Linked DNA regions of Sus scrofa: all the other regions are linked to region 1. A link is a contact called in public Hi-C data. All regions are on one chromosome and are shown on one strand. Each heading gives the region's core, a stretch centred on a gene start, on an enhancer-like site or on the middle of the called end of the contact. The rest is flanking DNA. Distances are from core to core; before and after follow the strand shown. Region 1 has its middle 45 kb from the start of MIR183. Region 2 has its middle 35 kb from the start of ZC3HC1. Region 3 overlaps NRF1 (nuclear respiratory factor 1).

The links. Hi-C and Micro-C count contacts between places; a contact is called where the count stands out from the background.
Region 2: a contact with region 1 is called in a Hi-C map of skeletal muscle, with 8 times the contacts expected there. The contact joins two enhancer-like sites. A contact is called at or near these places in 2 of 5 promoter capture datasets (fetal liver and liver), 27 of 47 Hi-C or Micro-C datasets (alveolar macrophages, blood, brain and 15 more) and 2 of 2 datasets of contacts at active chromatin or transcription factors (alveolar macrophages and skeletal muscle).
Region 3: a contact with region 1 is called in a Hi-C map of alveolar macrophages, with 1.7 times the contacts expected there. The contact joins two enhancer-like sites. A contact is called at or near these places in 1 of 5 promoter capture datasets (liver) and 6 of 47 Hi-C or Micro-C datasets (alveolar macrophages, embryonic fibroblasts and skeletal muscle).

Annotation. Positions count from the first base shown.
Region 1 is chr18:18,935,145-18,939,720 of Sscrofa11.1, forward strand. No RefSeq gene overlaps it. Among named protein-coding and RNA genes, the nearest start is that of MIR183, 45 kb to the right of the region's middle. Within about 2 kb of position 1,972, at least 29 of the 83 cell types and tissues checked have an H3K27ac peak or open chromatin away from gene starts, as enhancers often do. A contact at or near this core is called in alveolar macrophages, omental adipose tissue, retroperitoneal adipose tissue and 1 more, where this site is marked.
Region 2 is chr18:18,773,072-18,777,647 of Sscrofa11.1, forward strand. No RefSeq gene overlaps it. Among named protein-coding and RNA genes, the nearest start is that of ZC3HC1, 35 kb to the left of the region's middle. Within about 2 kb of position 1,795, at least 8 of the 83 cell types and tissues checked have an H3K27ac peak or open chromatin away from gene starts, as enhancers often do. A contact at or near this core is called in omental adipose tissue, retroperitoneal adipose tissue and skeletal muscle, where this site is marked.
Region 3 is chr18:19,092,105-19,096,680 of Sscrofa11.1, forward strand. The region is part of intron 1 of NRF1 (nuclear respiratory factor 1); the gene reads right to left. Among named protein-coding and RNA genes, the nearest start is that of NRF1, 48 kb to the right of the region's middle. Within about 2 kb of position 2,502, at least 4 of the 83 cell types and tissues checked have an H3K27ac peak or open chromatin away from gene starts, as enhancers often do. A contact at or near this core is called in alveolar macrophages, where this site is marked.

The sequences.
Region 1 (4,576 bases), core at 722-3,221:
TTGTGGCAACACCAGATCCTTAACCCACTACACTGGGCTAATCGGGCCAGCGATCGAACCTGCATCCTCATGGATACTAGTTGGGTTTGTTACCGCTGAGCCACAATGAACTCCATGGAATAAAGCTTTTAAAAGATACACTTCTACAGATTTCAAAAGAATTCTGTGCTGGTAACAAATCCGCTTCAGGCCATAGATGATCATTCCTTCCACAAGCCCACGTGGTGCCAAGCCCTGGGCCTTGACTGGGGCTGTGGGCCCCTGTGTCCGTGGGAGCCTCATTCTGCCAAGTGCAGCTCCCATGAGATGTCTCCTGGTTGACCCAGTAAGCCTGGCTGACCTGCCCAGAGGTCCCCTGGACTTGATTCCTGACGGTCAGGGCCTTTCCCTACACACATCCCCATTTCCACTTGGTATCGGTGTCCCCAACCTCTAGACCCTGCAGTGGAGACAGAGAATAAAACTCAGATTGAGCTGAAAATAAAACCCACTATACTGGGCTAATTGGGCTGGCGATCGATCCACTCCTAAGAGCAGAAATATATAAAAATAGAATGCCATCTACATAATTTAAAACTTTCTGGTATCTGCATTTCTTTCTTTTGTTCAAACTATAGTTGATTTACAGTGTGCCAATTTCTGCTGTACAGCAAAGTGACTGTCATTTGTATATAATATATATACACATTCTTTTTTTTTTTTTTGTCTTTTCTAGGGCTGCACCCATGGCATATGGAGGTTCCCAGGCTAGGGGTCCAATCAGAGCTACAGCTGCTGGCCTACACCACAGCCTCATGGTTCCTAGTCGGATTCGTTAACCACTGAGACACAACAGGAACTCCTATATATACATACTTTTTTTAATCTTTTTTTTTTTTTTTTTTTTTTTTTTGGTCTTTTTAGGACTGTACCCACAGCACATGGAGATTCCCAGGCTAAGGGTTGAATAGGAGCTGTAGCCGCCAGCCTACACCTCAGACACGGCAATGTCAGATCTGAGCCTTGTCTGCAACCTACACCACAGCTCATGGCAATGCCAGATCCTTAACCCATTGAGCAAGGCCAGAGATTGAACCTGCATTCTCATGGATCTAGTTGGATTCGTTAACTGCTGAACCATGATGGGAACTTCTGTAATATTCTTTCTATCATGGTCTATGCCAGGAAAAATCAACTTGCTTTTTAAAAATGTCCATTCTTTTTTTATTTTTTATTTGCTATTGATTTCTTTTTTATTACAGCATAGTTGATTTACAGTATTGTGCCAATTTCTGCAGCACAGTGACCCAGTTATATATATATGGATTGGATATAGTTCCCTGTGCTATAGAGTAGGACCTTTTATCCATCTAGAAGCCACATTTCTTAAAAAAAAAAAAAAATCAATGTTTACAGAAATTTTTACACTGCTTGTTTTTGAATTTAAATTAATTACAATTAAATAAGATGAAAAATTCAGTTCCTCCGTCATCACATTGACTGGCTCAAGCGGCTGGTGGCACCTCCTGGACGGTGCAGCCCAGGACGCCTCTAGGTGGAGTGAGAATTTTTAGAAGAAAAGAAGTCACAAAAGCGACCTTTGTCGGGGATTTGGAGTAGAACCCAGAACCTCACACTCCACAGAGAATATACTGGGGTCCCGGGGTCCCCGCGTACAGTCCAGAGCCTGCACCCACTTCTGTTACCGCGCGCGGACGCCACAGTCGTGGGCGAACGAGGCGGCGGCCGGGGTTGTGGGGACCCTCGGGGTCCATCCGGTGCGGCCCCGAGGCGTGGCTTCCAGGACTCCAGGGCGCCCCGGGTCCTGTGCGCGCGCCGTTGGCTGGAGCCCGCGACCTCACGCTGCAGTCACTCCGAGGGCTCGCAGGTCCCCGCCGCGGAGATGACAGACAGAAGAGTCTGGAGTCTCTTCTGGGTGCGGGTGGGGGCTCAGGACCCGAGGCGCAGGATTGGAGACCGGCCAGAGGGGCGCGGCCCAACCCGGCCACCTTAGCCAGTCCCGCCTCGGGCACCAGAGGGCGCGCGAGCCTCACGCTGCGGCCCCGGCTCACGGGCCGACCCGCCCTTCACCCAGCTGGCCCAGGTGAAACCCGGAGGCCTCGCGGCGTCTCGGTCACCAGGGACCCCTTATCCCCACCGCGGTACCCTGCAGTTGCCAGAAAGAAAAAACAGCGGAGGGAGTTCCCGTCGTGGCGCAGTGGTTAACGAATCCGACTAGGAACCATGAGGTTGCAGGTTCGATCCCTGCCCTTGCTCAGTGGGTTAACGATCCGGCGTTGCCGTGAGCTGTGGTGTAGGTTGCAGACGCAGCTCGGATCCCGCGTTGCTGTGGCTCTGGCGTAGGCCGGTGGCTACAGCTCCGATTCGACCCCTGGCCTGGGAACCTCCATATGCCGTGGCAGCAGCCCAAGAAATAGCAAAAAAGACAAAAAAAAAAAAAAAAAAAAAAAAAAAAAGAAAGAAAGAAAAAGAGACGAGGATGCCAAAGATAAGCCTCCAGCCCCTTTCCCCCATCCCCACCCTCCCCACCCTTGCCCATCTCAGTAGGAGCCAGAGCCTCCCAGCCTGACTTCCCACTGCCGTGGCTCCTGGCAGCCAGTGACAGATGTGAGTGCACAAGCAGAGATTTGTTGGAAGGTCAAGAAGGCGCCGCAGAATTCCTGGCGACTTGGAAAAGGAGAGAAGCCGAGGGACTCTGGAGACCAGGCCTCAGGAGCCACTGGTAGCCGGAGTGACCCGGCCAGAGCAAAGCCATCCCAGCTGGCTGCCCCCACCTGCCATGAACCAAACTATCTCTCCTCTGCATTAACAAAGATGAAACAGTCCCAGCAGAAGCCAGGGCCCTGTCCTAGTGGGTGGGGACCCAGAGAAGAGGGATGTCATGTGATGCCTGCAGGGGAAGAGTTCCCAGAGCAGACCTGGAGTTCAGCATGGAGGCCCCAAAGGCTCCCAAGGTGATGCGCTCCCTGTCAAGGTGTCCACTAGTCCTGGGAGGGGCTGGCTGTGCCCGCCGCCCCAGCTGACCTTTTGGGCAGAGGGGAATAAAGGTCATGAAAGAACTACAAACCACAAGAAGGGGGCTTCCTGGAAGAGGGAGCTTGATCAAGGCCTGGCTGGATGGGAAGGACCTGGATAAAGAGAGAAAGGCCCCGGGCAGCTCAGGTAAGGGATTGGCCAGGGGTGTGCAAGGATGATGGGAGTGGACCTGGTGGGAAGATGAAGGTGGATGGGTCTCAAGTTCTGGTTGACCTGGAGGTTTAGAGTGGAATAGTGGCTTTGGACCAAGTCATCAGGCATCAGAGGCACAAAGCAAAACCACAGAGGAAAGGGAGAGACACAGGAGTGGACAGGGACCCAAAGTGTTCTCCAGAAGCAAGAGGGCTGAGCAAGAAGGGACAGTGGCACAGGCTGCAGGGGCAGATGGGGCAGGGCAGAAGGGCAGGATTGATGGGGGTCTGGGGTACAAGGGCAGGAGAAAGGGGCAGGAAGGATAAGAAAGGCCCAGGTGGTGTAGCTTCTGAGATGGAGTGGAAGACCGCAGCCTTCACTGTAAACTCTGTCTTGCTCCCTTGCTGTCTCGGCTCTCTCGCTCTGGAGGAAGTCAGTTGATATGATCTGAGCTGCCCTTTGGAGGGACTCACCCGGCTAAAAATTGAAGCCCTAAACCAGTGGCTCCTCCAGACGGAGTCAAGCAAGGAATAACTGCAGCCGAGGCCTCCTGAATCCCAGATTCCTGATGCTCAGAAACTGAAACAGAGAAGCACTGTTTGTAGTTGTAAACCTTTAAGTTTGGGGTGTAATTAGTTATACAGCCATAACTATGACCATGTGTTAGCACTGAACAGCTTATCTCAAGATTTATTTTAGGAGTTCCTCCTGTGGCACAACGGGATCAGTGGCATCTTGGGAGCACTGGGACCTAGGTTCACCCCAGCCTGGCACAGTGGGTTAAGGATCTGGCGTTGCTGTAGCTGCAGCTTAGGTCACAACTGCAGCTCAGACTGATCCCCGCCTGGGAACTGTGTATGGTGTGGAGCAGCCCAAAAAGTAAAATAAATAAATAAAAATTATGAGGCAAATTGGGGAAATTTGAACAATGACTGGATATGTGATATTAACAAATCTATACTTTTTTATAGGTGAGAAAGATATTATGGATTTTTTGTTTGTTTGGTTGTTTTTTGTTTTTGTTTTTTCCTTTTTAGGGCCGCACTCGCGGCATATGGATGTTCCCAGGCTGGGGGTCAAATTGGAGCTATAGGAGTTCCCGTCGTGGTGCAGTGGTTAGAAAATCTGACTAGGAACCATGGGGTTGCAGGTTTGATCCCTGGCCTTGCTCAGTGGGTTAAGGATCCAGCGTTGCCATGAGCTGTGGTGTGGGTCGCAGATGCAGCTTGGATCCTGTGTTGCTGTGGCTGTAGCGTGGGCCGGTGGCTACAGCTCCGGTTGGACCCTTAGCCTGGGAACCTCCATGTGCTGCGGGAGCAGCCCTAGAAATGGCAAAATGACCAAAAAACAAAAAACAAAAAAAACAAATCGGAGCTACCACTGCAGGCCTACACCACAGCCACAGCCA
Region 2 (4,576 bases), core at 545-3,044, 160 kb before region 1:
TAACCCACTGAGCCAGGCCAGGGGTAGAACCTGCACCTCCACAGCCACCCCAGCTGCTGCAGTTGGATTCTTAACCCCTTGTGCCTCCTAAAAGGAGCAGGAACTCCTTCCTAGTATTATTGAAATAAGGCAGGTATGACGGTCCTAAGCTGCACACCTGGCCACTCAGCTACCATATTGGCTTCAGTTCAGTGATCTCTCTGGCCAATTTCTTCAGTTTGCCTTGTGTTTATTCCCTGAAGGAAAAGAGCATCAGGGATGGACAAGACAGGTGTTGGGGTCAGGAGGAAGAGGCACTTCCATCTCTGCACCACACTGTCCTTGCTCCGAGTAGGGACCTTTTTTAGCCCAGCAGCCTCTGTGACATCATCAGACAATGCAGGTGCTGGTGACTCAACTCCAAGCCCAGCTCTAGAAGCATCCGGAAGCATCTGGGGCAAGAAGACATAGACCAAGAAAACCACATTCCTGCCGATCTTCTCGGGTCCTGGCTCTGAGCCTGGCAAGCCCACTCTCAGAAGGTGATGGTACAGTGACGACAGGAGAGTTAATTACAGTCCTCACCTGCTGGGGTGAGAATACTGGCTTGTTTGTCCAGCACAGCTTACCTGAATCATCCAGCCGGCAGCCACCTGGGCCTGGAGCTGGACCAGCAGGCTGCCAGGAGGCTGGAACATCTTCTGCCTGCTGCACTCACGAGTGCCAGCACTTTCTGCTGCTTCTCCCTTCAGAAAGCAAGACAAAGCAGTTTGACCCCGGAGACATAGCTCCAAAGTGAGTGAAAAGCCTGGCGGGGGCTTGACAACAGGCCCAAGGCCCCAGGGCCCATTCTGGGATGAGCAGAACCAGAGCTGAGGCCTCAGAGCCTTTGGAAAACATTTCCAGGAATCAGAGGTGAAGCCAAGGAGGAAAGACTGGATGGGGCGGCAGCTTCCTCTTCCCCTCCACGCCACCCCCCACACCACTGAGCCACCTCTGCACCCCCTGGCCCCCAGGGGGCCCCAGGCAGTCTTGCCAAGCCCAGCATTCCCCAGGCCAACCCTGCAGATCAGCAGTGATATGGGTCAACTCCCACTAGCTCCATCTGGGGTTTTTCCAGAGTAAAATGAGGAAGAAAAAAGGGACTCTGTTTCACAGACACACAAAGGTAACTGCGATATAATTAGAAAACACCTTTTCAAAAAATACAGTAAATGTTGAAGGAAGGTCCTGACCGTTCTCTCTCCGACTCCATGGTGAGGGCGACCAGCAGGACGTGCCAGAGGAGAAAGGGTGAGGGCCCTTCTGCACGACCCGGAGGAAGACGTTTTCAGCCTTGAGGTGATTTCCACGGCAGGGACCATCCGTGGCCCAGCTGGGGAAGGGGGTCCTGAGGAGGAGGCCAGGTCAGCACACCTGCGGGTGGGACGGGGAGTCAGGAAACGGCCCAGAGTGCGGCTCTCCTCCAGGAAGGAGCTAAAGGGCCCCTAAAACGAAGTACCGGCCAAGAGGCCAGCTTCCCCGGGCCTGCGGGACGGAGATGGGGATGGCGCCAGGCCCGCTCCCACTGCTGTGCTGTGGCTGGGCTCCCTCACCTTGCAGCCCCCCTTTCACACACCGCCCCCCAGCAACTGGCGCCTTGGGGGTGGCACCCCTGCAGTGCAATCCAAGCCCCTGTAAAGCCTCAGCGTCTCATGTGGTCCGCGGCCCTCTGCTTTCCAGTCCGGGAAGTGAGGCTCCCTGAGGGGAGGGCGAGGCGGCAGGGAGGGGAGGACCTAGTTCTGGCCCGGCTGCCTGGAACATGACCTCAGCCTCCTGATGACTGGCTTTCCGGTTAACCTGCCAACCCAGGGCGAATCCCAGCCCCGACCTTTGCCACAGCCTTATAAAGGCTATTGGGGCCTTGCTGGGAAAGCCGAGTGGAAGCTGCATGAACTAGCCTCTCTGAACTCGCCTCAAGTTACAAGAAAGTCATGAAGGTCAACTCCAATCCGAAGACAAGGATCCCCACCTTTCAAAGAGAGAAATGTCAGACAATGTGAGCTCAGCTTTCAAACACTGCACCTGCCTTGTCAGTTTGCTCTGGACGGAGACAGTGAAGGTTGCGGCGGTAAGCAAATCCTAGAACCCAGGAATGAGAGGGAGGAGAGGCCAGCTTCCTGAAGGGAAAGGAGCACGCACGGTCTTGTGACGCGATGGGATCACCTGCGAGAGCTCACAGCCTCTAAGGAGCTCGAGGACAGAACTCAGGCTTGAATACCATCCGCTTGGTCAAGATTCGTCCAAGACGACCTACTGAATGACAGAAGATGTTTGTAAATCATAATCTGATCAGAGACTAATACCAAAAATGTATAAAGAACTCACAGCATACATACACACACAACATCCAATAACAAAATAAGCACTTCTGGGAGTTCCCCTTGTGGCTCAGCAGTAATGAGCTGTGAAGCTGGAAGTATCCGTGAGGATGCAGGTTTGATCCCTCGCCTGGCTCAGTGGCTTAAGTATCTAGCGTTGCTGTGAGCTGCAGTGTAGGTCATACATGCAGCTCGGATCCTGCTGTTGTGGCGTAGGCCGGCAGCTACAGCTTCGATTCAAGCCTGGGAACCTCCATATGCTGTATGTGCGGCCTTAAAAAGCTAAATGAATGAATAAATAAATAAAATATAGGCTTTTCCAAAGAAGACATGCAGATGGCCAACAGGTACATGGAAACATGCTCTATATCAGGGAAATGCAACCAAAACCAAGGTGAGATTATAATTTTACCCCTGTCAGAATGGCTTTCATTCAAAAAACCAAAAAAAAAAAAAAAAAAAAAAAAGGAGTTCCTGTGTGGCTCAGCGGGTTAAGAATCTGACATAGTGTCCTTGAGGATCCTGATTCAATCCCTGGCCTTACTCAGTGGGTTAAGATCCAGTTTGCGGAGTTCCCGTCGTGGCGCAGTGGTTAACAAATCCGACTAGGAACCATGAGGTCGCGGGTTTGGTCCCTGCCCTTGCTCAGTGGGTTAACGATCTGGCGTTGCCGTGAGCTGTGGTGTAGGTTGCAGACGCGGCTCGGATCCCGCGTTGCTGTGGCTCTGGCGTAGGCCGGTGGCTACAGCTCCGATTCAACCCCTAGCCTGGGAACCTCCATATGCCGCGGGAGTGGCCCAAGAACCAAGAGATAGCAACAATAACAACAACAACAACAACAACAACAAAAGACAAAAAAAAAAAAAAAAAAAAAAAAGATCCAGTTTGCCTCAAGCTTCAGCATAGGCCTGCAGCTACAGCCCTGATTCTACCCGTAGCCCAGGAACTTTCATGTACCGTGGGAAGAAAACAAAAAAAAATCTACAAATAATAAGTGTTGGAGAGGGTGTAGAGAAAAAGGAACCCTCCTGTATGTTGGTAGGAATGTAAATTGGTGCAGTCACTATGGAAAATATGGGAAATCATATAGAGATTCCTCAAAAAATTTAAAATAGGATTACTGTATGATCCAGCAGTTCCACTTTTGGGTATTTATCCAAAGAAAGCAAAAACATATATATACAGTAGAATATTTTCAGCCATAAAAAGGATGAAATCTGTCCATTCGTGACAACATGAATGGATCTTGAGGGCATTATGCTAAGTGAAATATCAGAGAAAGACAAATACCATATTATCATTCTTACATATGGGACATAATAAGAAGTGGAAAAAAAAAAAGCTCATGGATAGAACAGATTCGTGGTTGCCAGAAGTGGGATGAAAATGGGTGAACTGTTTTTGTTTTTGTGGGGGAGGGATTATCTGTTCTTTTTTGTCTGCACCCTCAGCATGCAGAAGTTCTCCAGGCCAGGGATCAAACCTGCACCACAGCAGTAACCAGAGCCACAGCAGTGACAATGCTAGATCTTAACCCTCTGAGCCACCAGGAAACTCTGTTTTTTCTAGTTCAAATAGAATTTGTTTAAAAATCAGATAAGGTTTTGGAGTTCCCATTGTGGCTCAGTGATTAACGAACCCATGAGGACTCGGGTTTGATCCCTGGCCTTGCTCAGTGGGTTAAGGATGCCAGGTTGCTATGAACTGTGGTGTAGGTCGCAGATGTGGGTTGCATCCTGAGTTGCCGTAGCTGTGGTGTAGGCTGGCAGCTACAGCTCTGATTCGACCCCTAGTCTGGGAACCTCCATCTGCCAAGGGTGCAGCCCTAAAAAGACGAAAGATAAAAAATAAAATAAAAAGCAGATGAGGGAGTTCCCATTGTGGCACAGCAGAATCGAATCCAACTAGTATCCATGAGGATGCAGGTTTGATCCCTGGCCTTGCTCAGTGGGTCCAGGATCCTGTGTTACTGTGGCTGTGGTATAGACCAGCAGCTGCCACTCCCATTCCACCCCTAGCCTGGGAACTTCCATGTGCAGCAGGTGCTGCCCTAAAAAGCAAAAGCAAAAAATAAAAAATAAAAATAAAAAAGTAAAAAAGTAGATAAGTCTTTTATTCTACATGTCTCACCATAGATTAAGCATTGAACTCATGGCTCATTCATAAGCTTTTTAAAGATCAGATTCCAAACAGGACATCTATGATTAAGAATCTGGGTCTGAGATTGTCTACTCAAA
Region 3 (4,576 bases), core at 1,252-3,751, 160 kb after region 1:
GGGAGGCTGTGCCAGGGTGCAGGGTAAAGGGGTACATGGTAAAACGACCTTTTCCTCCATTTTATTTGTCAATTATACCTAATAAAAGTGAAAAAAAATCCAGTTAAAATAAAAGAAATTCTGACGCATGCTACAATATCGATGAACCTTGAGGGCTTTCTAAGTAAAATAAAGCCAGTCACAAGAAGACAAATACTGTATGATTCCACTTATGGGATCAGACAGTACCTAGGGTACCAGGGTAGGCTAGTACCTAGGGTGGTTAGTCAGAGAGATAGAAAGTAGAAGGCTGGCTGCAAGGGGCTGGGGGAAGGGAAACCGAAGAGTTGTTTCACAAGGACAGAGTTTCAGTTTTGGCAAGATCAAAAGAATTCTGGAGATCACACAAAAATGTTAGTGTACTTAACACTACCGACCTGTTCAGTTAAAAACAGTGAATTTTATGTTATGTGAATTTTACCATGATTAAAAACATTTCCCTCAAATACCAGCAACTTCTGTGCAAAGAATAAATGACTAATCTTAGAGCAGAATAATAAAACGCGCCCTTATTACCTTTTATAAAACTTTGCATATTATTTGATTTTTTAAAGAATAGATTCTTAAAGGTAAATTTTCTGAGTCAAGGATATTTGTATTTTTAATTTTTACACATACTGAAAACTTGAATGTTTAATTTATACACTAACATAAACTCTACTTGCACAGACATCTGAAATTTGACCATTATATAATGGTATACAACAATGCCTATCTAGAGTTTACCAAAAAATAAAATTAAAAGGGTAGTCATAGAGATATAGAAATAGGACTCTTCTGGCTACAAGAGAACATAATTATCTATTCCTGCAGAACTTCTCATTTTTCTTCTACTCTATCTTAAAACTCTCCTTCTCTGAGAACATCTAAAATTCTTTGCTCCTCTCAATTAAGTGCTTTCTTAAGTCCCACTCTGATATGTTGTTCTTCTTCAGGTCAACTGTTCCCATGCAGATGACTGAATTTTTACTTTTCTGAGGCTCTGGCTTCTGTTTTATATTCTTGAGCTCTTTCAAAATTTTTTTTCTTTGGCTTTTAATTATCTCTTTTCACTCTCATGCCATTATACATATAACAACTCATCCTTGTAACACAGTGGTTCTTAACTTCGGGACTACTAAATTATCTCAAGGAGTATCCTGTATTTCAAAATAAAATTTAATTACAAAATAAAACAACTACAGGAAGCCACAAATCCAAAAAAGATTAAGAATCACTCAGCTATCATCGGAACTCCTTTTCCACGCTATCTTTTCTGCTGGAAGTCATATCCCCGCCCTGTATCTCTGTGTGACACAGTACCTTCATCAACAAACTCAGACCTTTATTTCTTCAAGTGGAGCTTAAGAAAAGGTACCTGGCAAAGTAATACATACTTAATAGAGATACTATTTTTGCATCTCTTCTAGAAGTCTGAAATTACATCAAAATTAAAAAAAAAATTCTTTTAAAGAGAGGTACCTGATAAGGTTTCTTCTATATCCTATGTTTGGTGTGTTTTAAAATATTTAAGGGAATATATCCCTGATGTGCAAATATCAAAGGTACAATTTAACACATTATTTCACACCATTAAACACAATGTATGAGAGGAAGGCACCATTAAAATACTATTTGTCCATTCATTACACTGTTCCGTCTTAAGAGACAAATTGCTTAGGGCATTTTAGGTTATTCCAAAATTGTTTTTAAATGATTTGGGATTAGATGACATCTAACTGCTTTTCAAAGGGATTTGTATGCTGCACTTGGCATAATGGATTTCAGTTCTTTTCTCCAGAATGCAGTTCACAGCCTAAATCGATAGACTGTCTGCTTCACAGGCTTGTCACTTCTGCTCAGTGCCTCATCTCTTTCTAACTCTCTCCTCATCCTCTCCTTCAGCCTCACTAACCAGTGTGCTCATACTCTATAAAAACAAAACCATTTCAGACTTCTCTGAACCAGAGTGGGCTACTTATAAATGATGCTTTCAATATTTTCATAAAATAAATCATGCATACTGATGAAGATCATCATACCCCATCCAAGTCATTGTTAGAGAGGCATTCTAGTTTTTATCTCCAAGAAGTCAGATTCTCTGGACAGCAAAAGTGATAGGAACTGCTAACAGATGAAAACATACTATATAGTATGAATTGAAACAAAAAGAAAAACTGCACAGACTATTACCAGATACCCAGAACTCCTGGACAAGTTATTTAACCTCTAAGCCTCAATTTCAACATTTTTTTCCTTAATGAAAAAGAAAAAACAAAAACCAAAACTCTCTTCAAAAGTATATGGAGATTAAATGAGATTATATAGAAATAATGTGTGGAACACATAAATGCTCAACATTAATTATGATAATGATGACAGAATTCATGACTTCATCATTCTATTCTTCTTGACTCATTACTGACTAGTCTCTCAAGGGCTGGGCCTCAATTTTCTCATATTTAAATTAGGTAGACACTCATCTCTGTGAAGATATGGTTTTCTTAACTGTGTGAAAAAGATTCTGAGTCAGGCATCTAAAAAGCCCTTCTTTATTAACTCCAATGACTCAACCTCTGTTGTCCAAGACATTAAAATAAGGCAACCATATATAGGAAACCAATGCTCCTAACATAATTTCATGAGAGTACACAAAATGGAGAATGAGCAGATGGACCTGACAGTGATTCCTCTGAACAGATAGGAAAAGCAGAATGAAGAGTTCTCCTGAGGTGTACTCAAGCTGTCATTGCAGCACCTCAGGTCACTGCTATGGCACAGGTTCAATCCCTGGCCTGGGAACTTCCACATGCCCTGAGTGAGGCAAAAAAAAAAAAAAAAAAGAGAGAGAGAGAGAGAGAGAGAGAGAGAGAGAGAAGCAGGATGAAAGCACAGGCTACATGTAATGACCTGTGATTCTAAACATCACATCCAAATACAAAAACCTATCTGTCTATTACCTGGAACAGCACTGATATTTGGCACATTAGTCAACACTCCATTTAAAAAAAAAAAATCATTCTCCCAAACAGTAACATACCACGGTAGCAATTTTACTAAAACCTGGTTCTCAGCCTGAATCATCACTTGGGGTGCAACATGTACTTTCATCTAAAGGTTCTTCCTTAATATATAATCTATAAGGGATTAGAGGAGGAGCAGTTTTGTATTAGAGGAGTAGGTGTGGGACTAAAGATAATGGAAGAAAACACAAGAAAACACATTTTCTGGTCTAGAGCACCCTGGTAGTTGTAGTCAACAATATCTAAGGAGGAGTTCCCGTCGTGGCGCAGTGGTTAACGAATCCGACTAGGAACCATGAGGTTGCGGGTTCGGTCCCTGCCCTTGCTCAGTGGGTTAAGGATCCGGCGTTGCCGTGAGCTGTGGTGTAGGTTGCAGACGCGGCTCGGATCCCGCGTTGCTGTGGCTCTGGCGTAGGCCGGTGGCTACAGCTCCGATTCAACCCCTAGTCTGGGAACCTCCATATGCCGCGGGAGCGGCCCAAGAAATAGCAACAACAACAACAACAACAACAACAAAAAAGACAAAAGACAAAAAAATAAAAAAATAAAAATAAAAACCAATATCTAAGGAGCTACTGGAATTTGGATGAAATGTCCAAGGGGGGGTTAAAGTTACTCTAATCCACAAATAATGAGATTAAGTGTAGAGCATTTTAAAAATCAAAGTTGGAAGAGCAGGCCAGGAAATCCAATCAAGGTATAACTAAACTAAAAGAAAGCATTAGTCTCATCAATAGCATTATCATATCAAAAGAAAAGCTGAAAGATCGCCTGAGGCCAGAGCAGAACTGAATCCACAGCCAAACTAGGGACAAGAAAAGAGAGAGGCTCAACTTAATTCCTAGACATGCCCAGAATTATAAATTTCATAAGTAGAATAAAAGTTTTACTCAACAGAACAGCTTTTCTCAAAAAAGCCTAAAGCCAATGACAATATTTGATTTTGGGGGGACAAAGGGTAACAGATCAAAATTTTACCACAGCAGGAAAAATTTAAAAACAACTGTTCAATAAAGTCAAAGTGAAAAAAAAAGCAAAGTAAAATGTGGTTTAATTCTGAGTAATAAAGGTAGCTTAGGACAAAAGGAATCCATCTGACCTTCCTAGGAATATTCTCTTTTGAATAGCTCAAGGATGATATTAAAACAAAACAAAACAAAAAAACCCACATCACTAGGCTCTATAAAAGAAAAAATGAGGAAGCCTTAGATGCAGTTTATTGTTCTCCATTTTCAGACTCCAACTATAAATAAAAATACAGAAAATTAAATACAATACAAAGCCAAATGTAAATTTATAAACCATGGCAACATAAAGGCAAAGATAAGGCTCAGAGAGGAGGAGGTTAGGAGAGTGCCGGTGGAGGAAGGGCTAGGAACACAACACTAAGGCCCTATTCTCACCTATTCTCACAAGCGAGGGAATCAGACCAAGAGCAGATATTAATTACAATCTGTCAAAAGTAGAGGGAAAGGAAGGGAGTACTGGGAGGTAATGCTTATATATGACCAGTTTTATAAATCAAAGAAAAGTAG